2 separate regions of the Zea mays genome follow, and region 1 is linked to region 2. A link is a contact called in public Hi-C data. All regions are on one chromosome and are shown on one strand. The core of a region is the stretch at or near the end of the contact, and the rest is flanking DNA. Distances in the headings are between cores, read along the strand shown.

What was found. Hi-C and Micro-C count contacts between places; a contact is called where the count stands out from the background.
Region 1: a Hi-C map of leaf shows a contact between it and region 2, with 6 times the contacts expected there. The contact joins the enhancer-like site here to the promoter of LOC100281055 in region 2. A contact is called at or near these places in 11 of 25 Hi-C or Micro-C datasets (bundle sheath, ear, leaf and 3 more) and 1 of 3 datasets of contacts at active chromatin or transcription factors (seedling).

What each region holds. Positions count from the first base shown.
Region 1 is chr1:23,917,878-23,924,738 of Zm-B73-REFERENCE-NAM-5.0, reverse strand. No RefSeq gene overlaps it. Among protein-coding and RNA genes, the nearest start is that of LOC103644503, 87 kb to the left of the region's middle. Within about 2 kb of position 2,443, at least 10 of the 20 cell types and tissues checked have an H3K27ac peak or open chromatin away from gene starts, as enhancers often do. A contact at or near this core is called in bundle sheath, leaf and leaf mesophyll, where this site is marked.
Region 2 is chr1:23,820,270-23,826,758 of Zm-B73-REFERENCE-NAM-5.0, reverse strand. LOC100281055 (sorbitol transporter) reads left to right here and starts at 4,075. Exons shown (of 2, transcript NM_001153974.1): 1 at 4,075-4,283; 2 at 4,377-5,895. The coding sequence starts at 4,142. The coding sequence ends at 5,812.

The DNA.
Region 1 (6,861 bases), core at 1,194-3,693, 100 kb before region 2:
CAGTCATGCTCATGGTTACGAGCAGCTCGGACACTCACATGAGTTAATTATGAAATTATATTAAACAGAATATGCATTGCATTTTGGGTATTTCATTTATAATTAGTTATTTAATTGGGATGATATTTACTTAATTAAAAGTTAGTGCTCAACATCAGTCATATTCCTACACACTTGTTGAACGATGACCGTAAGAGAGCTCACACTTCATATGATTAATGCCTAGGTCAAGAACATGTACCACCGGAGGAGGATTACTAGGATGAGTTCGATGAGATCTAGGTCGTCATCTCTCATTCAACCGCATCTATGGAGAAGTTACCTTATCTCAGTTTATTATATTTAGTTGTTATTGTAAAGACATTTCATTATGTAATAAAGATTATGATATTGGTTTTGAAACGCTGAGTCATCATATGTGTGAAACTTGATCCTAACACACATATGACCTTTATCTAGATTTGTCCTTAAATCAGGATGTGACAGAAGTTGTATCAGAGCCATATTGACTGTAGGATGTATCCTAGATAGATCTGGTCAAATCTTTGCCTAGTTACCTTTATGACTTTAATATTTTCTATATTTTCCTTGATCTATTCTCAACTTTTAATGCTTATCTCCTAAGTTTTTTATATTTTCACTCCTAAAGACAAAATGAATTTCACGCTTGGGATCTTGCATTTAAGATTTTCCTAAGAAATATAAGTCCTAACTCCTAATTCTAGGAATCGTAAACTATAGGAAAAACTCTTTTTTATATAAATTGATGTGCTTGAATATTTGTTCTTATGATAAATGCTTGATTGGCCTCTTTGTTTGAGTGCGATGTGTTGTAGAGTTATGCCACAATAACATCTTTATTAATATGTGCATACATATATATAAATAAATAGATTAGAATCTAAATCAACCTCAAACTAATTCGATGTTAGTACCCCTTTCCTAATCTAATTACCCACAACCTAGAGGAGCAACCAAGATCTGATCTGATCTAGTCTGATCTAATCTAATCCGAATCTCTTATCTCATCTGATTTATTTTCTTGCACCTATCTAAAAGTTAGAAGTATTTAACTCGGATTAATTAATACTGAAAAATAGGTTAGTTAGATAATTTGGATTCTACTCCCAGAAATTATTTTCTCACATGATTCACTCGAAAGTTCCCAGCCTTCTCTCATATTGCCTATTAGATAGTTAAGGTTAGCATACTCTAGCTTTCCTAGTCACCTGCTAATTAGTATGAAAGACAAAACATAGACTTTTGGTATTGGAAACAATTGGGAATTAGTACCTAAACTACAAAACAAAAGTCTCTACATCCCTTCTCTGCTCTACCCTAATCTCAAGGATGATATTCTTTTTAGGGGTAGAATTTGTAGCACCCCAAAATCCTATTTTTGGTGATTTAGAAATATTCTCTAAAATATTTGGATTAAAATATCTTTCAATAAGGAATTTCTTACCCTTGAGCTTATCTTCCTAAAATAAATAAATGGTACTATTAGATTCTGGTGGTACAAAATTTAGATTTGAATTTTGATGCTAGAATTCTAATTTGAATAGGTGGGGCTATTCGCCAGTGGCTTATCCGCGTCTGCCTGTCCTAACTTCTCTCGCAAGTGGGACCTAATCACCTAAACACCACATTCTTCTTCTCCACGAAGTTGACCACTGGGATTGTTGAAATCCATGTGAGTTTGTTGAGATTCTGTTGGATCGGTCGTTACAATCCTATGCCCTATATCGCGCTTACAGAAGCCACCACAGACTCGGCTTAAGGCTAGGTGCTTAGTGCAATCATCGCCGCCATGAAAAACAGGGGAAAACCAAGCCGCCGCACCCGGAGTTCATCCACACCAGCTCTCAACCTCGGGGGTTTTGCTAAGGGAGCTTCGTTGGGACGCACAGAAGGAGATTGTGCCCTCGCTGGGGAAGTCTGGAGATTCCTCGTTGACGTTGAGGGAAGCCGCGGAGTTACTGCACAACGTGTCTAGCATCATCCATGTCTCAATCTTCGGTAAGAATCTGCACCATTAGTTTGTTGTATGCCTAGGGTCATTTAGCATGTAGCCACACGATCGTTTGGACACCAGAATTTGTGGGCGAGTTTCGTCGACGATGGCGCCGCCGCGGGAGCAGAATGCGTCATGATCAGAGCTTTGGGTGAGCTGATTCAGGAAATGTGGGCGGCTATCACATTCACGGTGGTCGGGCCTCCGTTTACATCGGTCGGGGGGCATGATTCGATTATTGATTCGTCGATTTGTGTGTGCCAACGAGTTCTCTGGGTGGAGCCCTGTTCTGCCGCCAGGGCACAGTGACGAGAGCTAGAAGATGACTGTGGGCTGTCAAATCCTGGGTAGATGGCATGGATTAGATCGCATCTAATTAAAATTGGGTCGTTGATCACAGATCCTGCGACCAACATGGCATACTGGTTTGGGCGAAGGGAGCTTCTAGTCCTGTCCGTTGATCACAGATCTAACGACAAGGGTTGGCACACAGTTATAACAGCGAGTACCTTTTACTAAAAAGACCCTAGGAAATATAGAAAAGAACATGCCTTTCCATGTCTATAGAGAAGACTTACACTGAGGTCCCTCATTTTATAGATTAGTGAAAGAGAAATGTGCCCTTGGGCCATTTCTATATTATTTTGGTGATTAGATGCACAACACACTATGTGAAAACTAACATAATATTGAGCAAAGGTATATCTAGATGGATCAAATATGAAGGTAAGTTATAGAAACTTAGTCATTTGTTTTATGTGCTAAACATGCTTGTCTAAGTGCCAGGAACTCAATTAAGTCAAGTCCAAAGGGAGCAAAAGGAGTTAAGCTGAAACAGCCAGACATGCACCAGCTACAGGTGCACCGTACACTGTCCGGTGTGCACTAGACACTGGTGCCCAGGCTGGCGCATCGACGAACTCGCTACTCTCGGGAATCGCTGGGGATGCTGCGGCTAAAATTTACTGGACTGTCCGGTGTGCACCGGACTGTACGGTGAGCTAACAACGTCCGCGCCAACGGTCGGCAGCATGATCAGCGCGCAATCAACGGGCGACGCGTGGCCAGAGCCAATAGTCACCAGGCCACACCGAACTGTCCGGTGTGCACCGGACACTGTTCGGTGTGCCAAGGGGACCATGGCTGCAACGGTCGGCTTCGCCAAACAAGGAAAGAAATCGTGCACTGTTCATGTTCGGTGGTGCACCAGACTGTCCGATGTACCCACGAATAGAAGGCAAGAATTGCCTAACAAATGGAGCTCCAACGGCTCCTAGCTACCTTGGGGCTATAAAAAGAACCCCTAGGTGCATGGAGCAGTACACCAAGCCTCCATTGAACATCTTAAGACGCCTAGACTCCGCAAACACGCATCTGATTCATTGTGTTTGAGATTTGAGCACTTGTTTGAGATATGAACTCACTGCGATGTGTTTTTATTCTTGACTTGTGTGCGTGGTGTTGCTGCGACTGTAGCGCTTGCGTGTGTTCCTATTCCCTCCCTTACTCTTGTGGTTTTATTGTGATCAATATTGTAAGGGTGAGAGGCTCCAACTTGCGGAGATTCCTCACAAAGGGAAACATCTGCTATAAGAAAGAAAATTGTGGTACTCAAGGTTGATCATTGGATCACTTGAGAGGGATTGAGTGCAATCCTTGACCAAAGGAGGTCACCACAATGTGGAGTAGGCACTGGCTGAACCATGGGATAAAATCACCGTGTCTCTTGTGCCACTTTTCATTGTGACTGATTTCTTTCTTAGAGTTCTCACTTAATCACTTGTCCTATTGTTCCTAAGTTCAATACACATTCTAAAGGAACAATCAAGTGAAGGGTTCTCTCTATATTCATAGCACCTTGGTTTTGACCTCACTAAAATTTCATAAACCAAGTTTGTGTTGTTTAAGTGTTGAATTTTACAGGATCACCTATTTACCCTCCCCCCTCTAGGTGCTCTCAATTAGCCCTGGTAGTAATTTTAATATAAGATTTTGAAAGGGAAATGTGCCCTTGGGCCATTTTTAGTATAGTTTTGGTGATTAAGTGCCCAACACGTATTGAGCGAGTAATCTTGTGCCAAATGATTGATGAAGTGCAAATCAACAAGAAGGTATGATTCTAGACTTAGTACATTGGTTTTTGTACTAACCTATTTGTCTAAGTGCTGGAATCAGAGAAAAGAGAAGAAGAAAATATCTTGGCTGAAACAGCCAAGACTCAGCGCAGTCTGGCACACCGGACTGTCCGGTGGTGCACCGGACAGTGTCCGGTGCGCCAGGCCAGCCTCCGGTGAACAGGCTACTCTCGAGAACTGACGGCGTTGTACGACTATAATTCACCGGACTGTCCGGTGGTGCACCGGACTGTCCGGTGAGCCGTCTGCGGCGAAGTCGTCGCTCTCGGGAATCGTTCAACGGCGTACGGCTAAAATTCACCGGACGGTCCGGTGAGGCACCGGACTGTCCGGTGAGCCAACGGTCGACTGCGCCAACAGTCGGCCGCGCAATCCGCGCGTGACACGTGGCCGCGCCAACGGTCGGCAGGGGGCACCGGACTGTCCGGTGTGCACCGGACAGTATCCGGTGCGCCAACGGCTCCATTTCTGCAACGGTCGACTGTTCTATTTTTGGAAGGCAATATGCACCGGACTATGAACAGTGCTTGTCCGGTGGTGCACCGGACTGTCCGATGCACCACCCAACAAAAGGCAAGAATTGCTTTTCTAGATTGCTTCCAACGGCTCCTATCTGCCTTGGGGCTATAAAAGGGACCCCTTGGCGCATGAAGGAGTACACCAAGCATTCTTTGATCATCCCCAAGCACCAAGACTCTATTCTCGCGCATTTGATTCTTTGTAATAAGTGACTTGAGCTCTAGTTGAGTAGTGAACTCCCTGCATCGTGTTGTGAGCTCAAGTTGTGGTTTGTGTGCGTGATTGTGCTCGTTCTTTGAGTCTTGTGTGTGTTGCTCTTCCCTCCCTTACTTCCGTGCTTCTTTGTGATCATCATTTATAAGGGCGAGAGGCTCCAAGTTGTGGAGATTCCTCGCGAACAGGAAATAGTGAAAGAAAGGAAAACACCGTGGTATTCAAGTTAATCATTGGATCACTTGAAAGGGGTTGAGTGCGACCCTCGTCCATTGGGACGCAACAACGTGGAGTAGACAAGTGTGATACTTGGCCGAACCACGGGATAAATCTCCGTGTCTCTTGTGCTTGCCTTCTTCATGACCACTGGGTTTCACAAGAGCTCGATCCTTAGCCACTTGACTCTATTGCACTAACACCTAATCAAGTTTTGTGGCTTCAAGTATTTGATTTTTACAGGATCACCTATTCACCCCCCTAGGTGCTCTCAGATTTATATTTAAAATATCCCTAAAACTTATTTAATCTATAACTTTTAGATCTTAATTTTGATTTTAGTGGTTCTCGAACCTACAACTTGTCTTGACACGTAGATTTGTATTACACAACTGTTTTTCATGTTTAGTGTAATGTTATTTTTATTTATTATTTGTCTATTTGTATGCTTTGCTGCAAATAAAAGAGCGAGGTTACGAGGAACCTGACCCAACCTTGGGAAAGTATCTGAGGAGTTGGAGTTGCACCAAAAAGATAAGTGTGTCCTTGATCATGTTGCTTTGACCTAATAATATTTATTGTTATGTTCTCACATATGCATGCCCTATTAGGTTAAATTGATGGGAACCTAATAGAGTACCTAGCTTTGTTTCCCTATACCTTATTTATAACTTGAATATTGATTATTTGGTATACTTGCTATTGCTCTACTTAGTTAATTGTTAAACATGCAATATTGATCATGATTTATTATTGTTGAGTTATTTATTATGCATGATAAGATTATTTTTAATTGGAATATGAAGAACCATTCGAGAAAACAATGCTACCATAAGACTATTATGCTTTGGTCTTTGATAATTAATTATGGAAGATAGTGTGTGAGAATCTTGCCCAAAAGGGACAAACGAGGAGTTGTGCAAACATAGTGTTGGCTAGAATTACTGTGATGGCGTTTTAGACAGTGAAAAATACTTATGCCCCCTTTGCGTGAAACCATAACGGGTTTTCTCGTCCTGGTGAAACTTTGTAAAGGCCTTTTAGTAGATCACTAGCCATTTACCCTGGAAGTGTTTAAAGGCCTTGCAAACCCAGCATAGAAGAGATAGACGACTTATAGGTAAAGATTGTCGACATCCGCAGAGTGTAAAACCAATATATCAGCCTTGCTCATGGTTATGACCGACTCGGAAACTCACATGAGTAAATTATGGAATTAAATTAAATTGAACATCCATTGTATTGTGGATATTTTATTTATGATCATTTGTTTAATTAGGATGATATTTACTTATACTTAGTAATTGCTAATTAAATTTTGACCAACCTAATTAAAAGCTAATGTTTAGCCTCAGACATATTTCTTACTAAGTCTTACACTACACTTATTGCTACAAACTTGCTCAGCGATAACCGTAAAAGAGCTTACAATTGTTGTAATTAACGCCCTGGTCAAGAACAGATACCGTCGGAGAAGAATTACTATGATGAGTTTAATAAAATCTGGGATGTCGTCCCTCTGTTCAACCGTTCCTATAGAGAAGTTATCTTACCTCCATTTATTATATTTAGTTATTTTTATAAAGATATTTTATTATGTAATAAAGATTTTGATATTTTTTTATACACAGAATCGTTATACATGTGAAACTTGATTTTGACGTATATATAAGTTGTACGTAGATTTGTTATTAAATTCGGATGCGATATAGAATGGTTAATATGTTGGATACAATCACTAGTACAGAGAAGCTTTATAGTGGC
Region 2 (6,489 bases), core at 2,826-5,325:
GGTACCCAAGGACATTTCCGAGACCAGCGGGAGCGATCTTGTAACGGAATCCCATCGAAGGGAGGCATCGAGCCCTCGGACCCCGTCGCTAGGGGACCGGGTCCGGCAGATCACCTACAGGTACTCTTGGGCGTGCCTCTGGGCCCCTAGCCAACCCCTAACGAACGGGGCACTGACGTCCACTCGGATTACCCGCTTGCAGCTCACCGGAGACACCATGTTCGGCGCCCATCGAGGGCAACATGGCACTTTCCCCCCCCCTCCTCCTTGTGGAAAGGCGACGCAGGGGCGTATGTAAAAAAAGCCGAGTCTGTCCCTGATCGCCCTCTCGCCCTGTGCAGAGGCTCGGGGGCTGCTCTCGCAAACCCGGCTCCGGCCGAACCATTGACAGCGTCAACATACCAGCCCGAGCACTTGGGCCCCGACCGTACACCCGGGCTACGGCCAGTTCGCATGAGGGAACAACCAGACCAGCCGAAGCATTACGCAAGGCATTAAGACCTCGAAGGAGTGAAACCACTCCTCCGAGGCCTCGGGGGCTACGCCCGGCGGGTGCGCTCGCGCGCACCCACCGGAACAAAATGCAACCGAGAAAGGCTGGTCCCCTTGCAAAAAAAGTGCGACGAAAGCCTCCAAGCGAGTGCTAACACTCCCTTCGAGGCTCGGGGGCTACTGTCGGGGACCATAATTAGGGGTACCCTCAAGACTCCTAATTCTCAGCTGGTAACCCCCATCAGCATGAAGCTGCAAAGGCCTGATGGGTGCGATTAAGTCAGGGATCAGTCCATTCGAGCGACTCGATCACGCCTCGCCCGAGCCTAGCCTCGGACAAGGGCAGCCGACCCCGGAGGATTTCCGTCTCGCCCGAGGCCCCCCTCCAACGGCGGACACATCTCCGGCTCGCCCGAGGCCCTGCCTTCGCTAAGAAGCAACCCTGACTAAGTCGCCGCACCGACCGACCGAATCGCAGGAGCATTTAACGCAAAGGTGGCCTGACACCTTTATCCTGACGCACGCCCCCCGGCAGAGCCGAAGTGACCGCCGTCACTTCACCGCTCCACTGACCGGCCTGACAGAAGGACAGCGCCGCCTGCGCTACTCCGACCGCAGTGCCACTTGACAGAGTGAGACTGACAGGCAGTCAGGCCCTACCAAAGACACCATAGGAAACTCCGCTCCGCCCGACCCAGGGCTCGGACTCGGGCTAAGACCCGGAAGACGGCGAACTCCGCTACGCCCGACCCAGGGCTCGGACTCGGGCTAAGTCCCGGAAGACGGCGAACTCCGCTCCGCCCGACCCAGGGCTCGGACTCGGGCTAAGTCCCGGAAGACGGCGAACTCCGCTCCGCCCGACCCAGGGCTCGGACTCGGGCTCAGCCCCAGAAGACGACGAACTTCGCTCCGCCCGACCCCAGGGCTCGGACTCCGCCCTGGCCTCTGCCGACGACCTCCGCCTCGCCCGACCCAGGGGCTCGGACTCGGCCTCGGCCATGGAAGACAGACTCGACCTCGGCTTCGGAGGAGCCTCCACGTCGCCCAACCTAGGGCGCAGGCCAGCCACGTCAACAGGAAGCGCCATCATCACCCTACCCCGAGCTGACTCGGGCCGCAGAGAACAAGACCGGTGTCCCATCTGGCTAGCTCCGCCAGATAGGCAATGATGGCGCCCCGCATGCTCTGTGACGACGGCGGCTCTCAGCTCTCTTACGGAAGCAGGAGGACGTCAGCAAGGACCCAGCCGCTCCGACAGCTGTCCCTCCGCCAGGCTCCATCGCTCCTCCGACGGCCACGACATCACACCAGCTGGGTGCCAAAATCTCTCCGGCTGCCACATCGGCATGTACTTAGGGCACTAGCTCTCCCCCGCTAGACACGTAGCACTCTGCTACACCCCCCCATTGTACACCTGGATCCTCTCCTTATGCCTATAAAAGGAAGGACCAGGGCCCTCTTAGGGAAGGTTGGCCGCGCGGGGACGAGGACGGGACAGGCGCTCTCTTGGGGCCGCTCGCTTCCCTCTCCCGCGTGGACGCTTGTAACCCCCTACTGCAAGCGCACCCGACCTGGGCGCGGGACGAACACGAAGGCCGCGGGATTCCCACCTCTCTCACGCCGGTCTCCGGCCGCCTCGCTCCTTCCCCCCTTCGCGCTCGCCCACGCGCTCGACCCATCTGGGCTGGGGCACGCGGCACTCACTCGTCGGCCCGAGGGACCCCCGGTCTCGAAACGCCGACAATAATATAAAAATGATGTCGTTTACTTATAATTTATTTGTCTTTAATGATTCATATCTCGTATTGTTTTATATAATTTCTGAGAGTTCAATTACGAAGATTCATCCTTCGTAATTGTTCCGTTTTTAACCTTCGTCCGAAGTTCATTAAATCCTTGAGGAAATAATGCTTCAGCGGGTGAAGGGCATTAACATTTAACATTTTATGTTGCCTTGTTCTTAATTCATAGCATTTGAGAACAAGTCCCCAACACCTAGCAAGCTAACCTTAAGGATGAGCACATCAAGCTTGAGCTAAACTAGGAGGAGATAGAGCGCAAACAAGCAAGTATCACACACACATGAACATAGTGTCCATTATGACATCAACAATAATGTTAGGTGTTGGCTGATGTGAAATGTGACTAACAAGGATAAAACTAGTTTTATGGACTAAGTTTAGGGAGAAAATAAGGTACGAAAACTTGGTTTAGGGACTAAGTTTGGGAGGAACTGAGGTGCTACCGGTCAAAGTTGTTATGCAGGACGTTTGAACCAGCCATCGATGCATTTGACAGTTACATGCAATTGAGACATGCTTGATGTGTCTAAAAGAAAAAAGGCTCCCAGTTGGCTGGCTCAGCTAGTAGCCAGGTGGCCAAGCCGGCCTAGTCGTCTAGGGCTGGCAACCTGTTCGGCCAAGCGGCTCACTCGTACATGGAGGTGGTTGGCTAAGCTAGCTAGGGGCGGGCGACATGGGTTGGTCGACCCAGTGGTGGGAGCTTGGTGTTGGGTAGTTGCCCTGTGGGCCTAGCGGGCTAGTGTGAATAAGCAATACCAGGGCGCTCAGCCCACTCGGAGTTGCAGCCTAGGTGGGGCTTGCGGCCCATGGCGAGAGGCTAGCTGGGCTAAATTGAACTTTATTCTCCTTATAAATAGGAGATGTTTTTCATTTTTGAGATAGCAGATTAGAGAGCAATAAATTAGATCTAATAGATTAGATTAATATAGAGATTATGGAGATTTCGAGAGAAAAACTTTTGGTGCTTTTGTAGAGCATTTTGTACATACAATTTTGATGATTAAGGTAATGTTCATCCAAGATTAGTGTCGTAATCTTGTTCCTCTCTCTCTCTTCATTATTTGCATGTGTTTATTTCTAGATTGATCTAATAATTTCAGTTGTTACTATTGATTTGAATCATCTAGATCATTGCTAAGGCATCAAGTTAGTAACATGCAAACTTTATATAATTAATCTTTTATGGTTCTTAGTTTATCACGAAATTAGGGTTTGATTGGTTTTTGTCATTCTCTGTCACAACTCATTCTCAATCACAACGATCTTGTTTCGTTAATATGCCTAGATCCGAAAGTCCGATCAATGTCATTCAGTTAGGTTAGTTGTATAATTTTGTCTAATTTAATTTGTTAAAACATTAAGTCGATCGAAGTTATGTATTTTGATCAGTTGAATTAAATTGGTTTTAAGATTAGGAGGAGGTGCTATGATTATTTTTAATTTTCCACAATTATTCGCCTTTTATTGTCTATCATTGTGCTTTACCATCTTAGAAATTTCAGTCCCACTTGTTTGGTCTTTTGCCACGGTTGGTGGTCAAACAAAACTGTCGTTTTACATCCTTGACCGCTACAGCTCCGTACTCTTTCAGTCACCTTCTGCCCCTTGCACAAAGGACGGCACAGGAAGAATAATCCTAAACCACAAATCAGTACCACTGCTGTTTTGAAGTGTTTGATCGTCACGGCATTTTTCTACTCAAGAATGGCGACATCAGCATTCTTTCAAACGAAGACCGGCCGGCCATAAGTGTGTGAGAAGAGACAGTGGCACTGGACACAGCAAGTAGTGTCGAACGAGAGCCACATCCCGCTCTCCACCCGGGCGCGCGTGTCCTCCGTTTCGCCATGTCCAACTCCAAGCAGCACGACGCCGCCGACGACGGCGGCATCCCAGCCCCCGAGGCGCCGGCAAAGCGCCCACCGCTTAACAAGTACGCCCTCGCCTGCGCCGTCCTCGCTTCCATGAACTCCATCCTCCTCGGCTACGGTACGCGCACGCATGATGCATACAATTCCATGCACCCGTTGGCCGTTGCCATATGCAGCACGCGTACGTGCGCCTCATGCTATTTGTATGCAGATGTGTCGGTGATGAGCGGAGCGCAGCTATTCATGAAGCAGGACCTCAAGATCACGGACACGCAGATCGAGATCCTCGCCGGCATCATCAATATCTACTCGCTCGTCGGCTCGCTCGCGGCGGGCCGGACGTCCGACTGGCTCGGCCGGCGGTACACCATGGTGCTCGCGGCGGCCATCTTCTTCGCGGGCGCGCTCATCATGGGCCTCGCCCCGAGCTACACGATCCTCATGCTTGGCCGCTTCGTGGCGGGCGTCGGCGTCGGATACGCGCTCATGATCGCACCCGTGTACACGGCCGAGGTCTCGCCCACGTCGGCGCGCGGCCTGCTCACGTCCTTCCCGGAGGTGTTCATCAACACGGGGGTGCTCCTCGGGTATGTCTCCAACTACGCCTTCCACGGCCTCCCCGTGCACCTCAGCTGGCGCGTCATGTTCCTCGTCGGCGCCGTCCCGCCTATCTTCCTCGCACTGGGGGTCCTCGCCATGCCGGAGTCGCCGCGGTGGCTCGTCATGCAGGGGCGCATCGGCGACGCGCGCCGCGTGCTGGCCAAGACCTCCAACTCCCCCGCCGAGGCCGAGGAGCGGCTCGCCGACATCAAGAATGCCATCGGCATCCCAGACGGCGTCGGCGACAACGACGACGACGTGGTGGTGGTCGCCCGCAGGAACAAGGGCAGCCATGGCGAAGGGGTGTGGAGGGACCTCCTCATCCGCCCGACGCCGCCCGTCCGCCGCATACTCATCGCCTGCCTCGGCCTCCAGTTCTTCCAGCAGGCCTCCGGCATCGACTCCGTGGTGCTGTACAGCCCGCGGGTGTTCGAGAAGGCTGGGCTTAGGTCGAACAACAACTCTTTGGGCGCCACCATGGCGGTGGGCGCGACCAAGACGCTGTTCATCCTGGTGGCCACGTTCTTCCTCGACCGCGTCGGGCGGAGACCGCTGCTGCTCACAAGCGCGGGCGGGATGGTGGTGTCGCTGGTGACGCTGGCCTCGGCGTTGCGCGCCATCGACCGGCTCCCAGAGGGACAGGCGACGTCGCTGGCGGGCGTGAGCATCGCGGCGGTTCTCACGTTCGTGGCGTCCTTCTCCATCGGCATGGGCCCGATCGCGTGGGTGTACAGCTCAGAGATATTCCCACTGCGGCTCCGCGCGCAGGGCTGCGCACTCGGCACGGCGATGAACCGGGTCATGAGCGGCACCATCACCATGTCCTTCATCTCGCTCTACAAGGCCATCACCTTCGCCGGGAGCTTCTACTTGTATGCAGGCATTGCTGCTGCCGGGTGGCTGTTCATGTTCTTCTTCCTGCCGGAGACGAGGGGCAGCAACCTAGAGGACACCGAGAAGCTCTTCGGCGGTGGCGACCACGACGAGGACAAGGAAGATGGACACGATGCGCAGAAGTCCACTGAGTTGAGTAGTAGCCAACAGTGACCTGATCTGTATCTGATAGTATGTACGCTAGTAAAAAACACAGACTGTTTTTTTTTTACTTAGATTACTGCACCTTTAAAGCACGAGTTTCTTTGTGTGTTGCCCCGCGCCCATCCGTCTACCGCGCGCAGCGCCAGCGAATTCCCCCGGCCCGGCTCGGTTTGAGACGATCAGCTATTCAGCACTACGGCACACATCCTTTTGTGTTAGGTGACATATTGTAAATATATACTAATATTGAAAATTAAAGAAATATAAATGTGATTAAATAAATATCTCATTTAAAAAAGTCTACATATATAATATATAGGAACTGTAGCAATGTATAGACAACTAGCTAGTAAAGTTATTATAAATGTCTCACTATTAACGACGAAGAGTATCAGTAGTAACTCATGCCACTGAACTGTTGGGTTTAGGGTGGGTGCACAAATAAAAAGGGGACCCTGTACAGATTGCCTTGCGAAACAACCACCACTCGTACAAAGGACTTGACAGTCTTGCGCGTGTCGTTCGCTTAACTGTGCTACAGATGAGTTTAGATGCCTTTGAACAAAATGAACTACGAATAAGACCCGATCAGCAGTTTCCACCTACTACTTGCTAGCATAGTATGCTCTATGCTGCTCTTGCCTTGAGCAGTTTTCAGTTATACTACTAGTACTTGCTGGCATAGT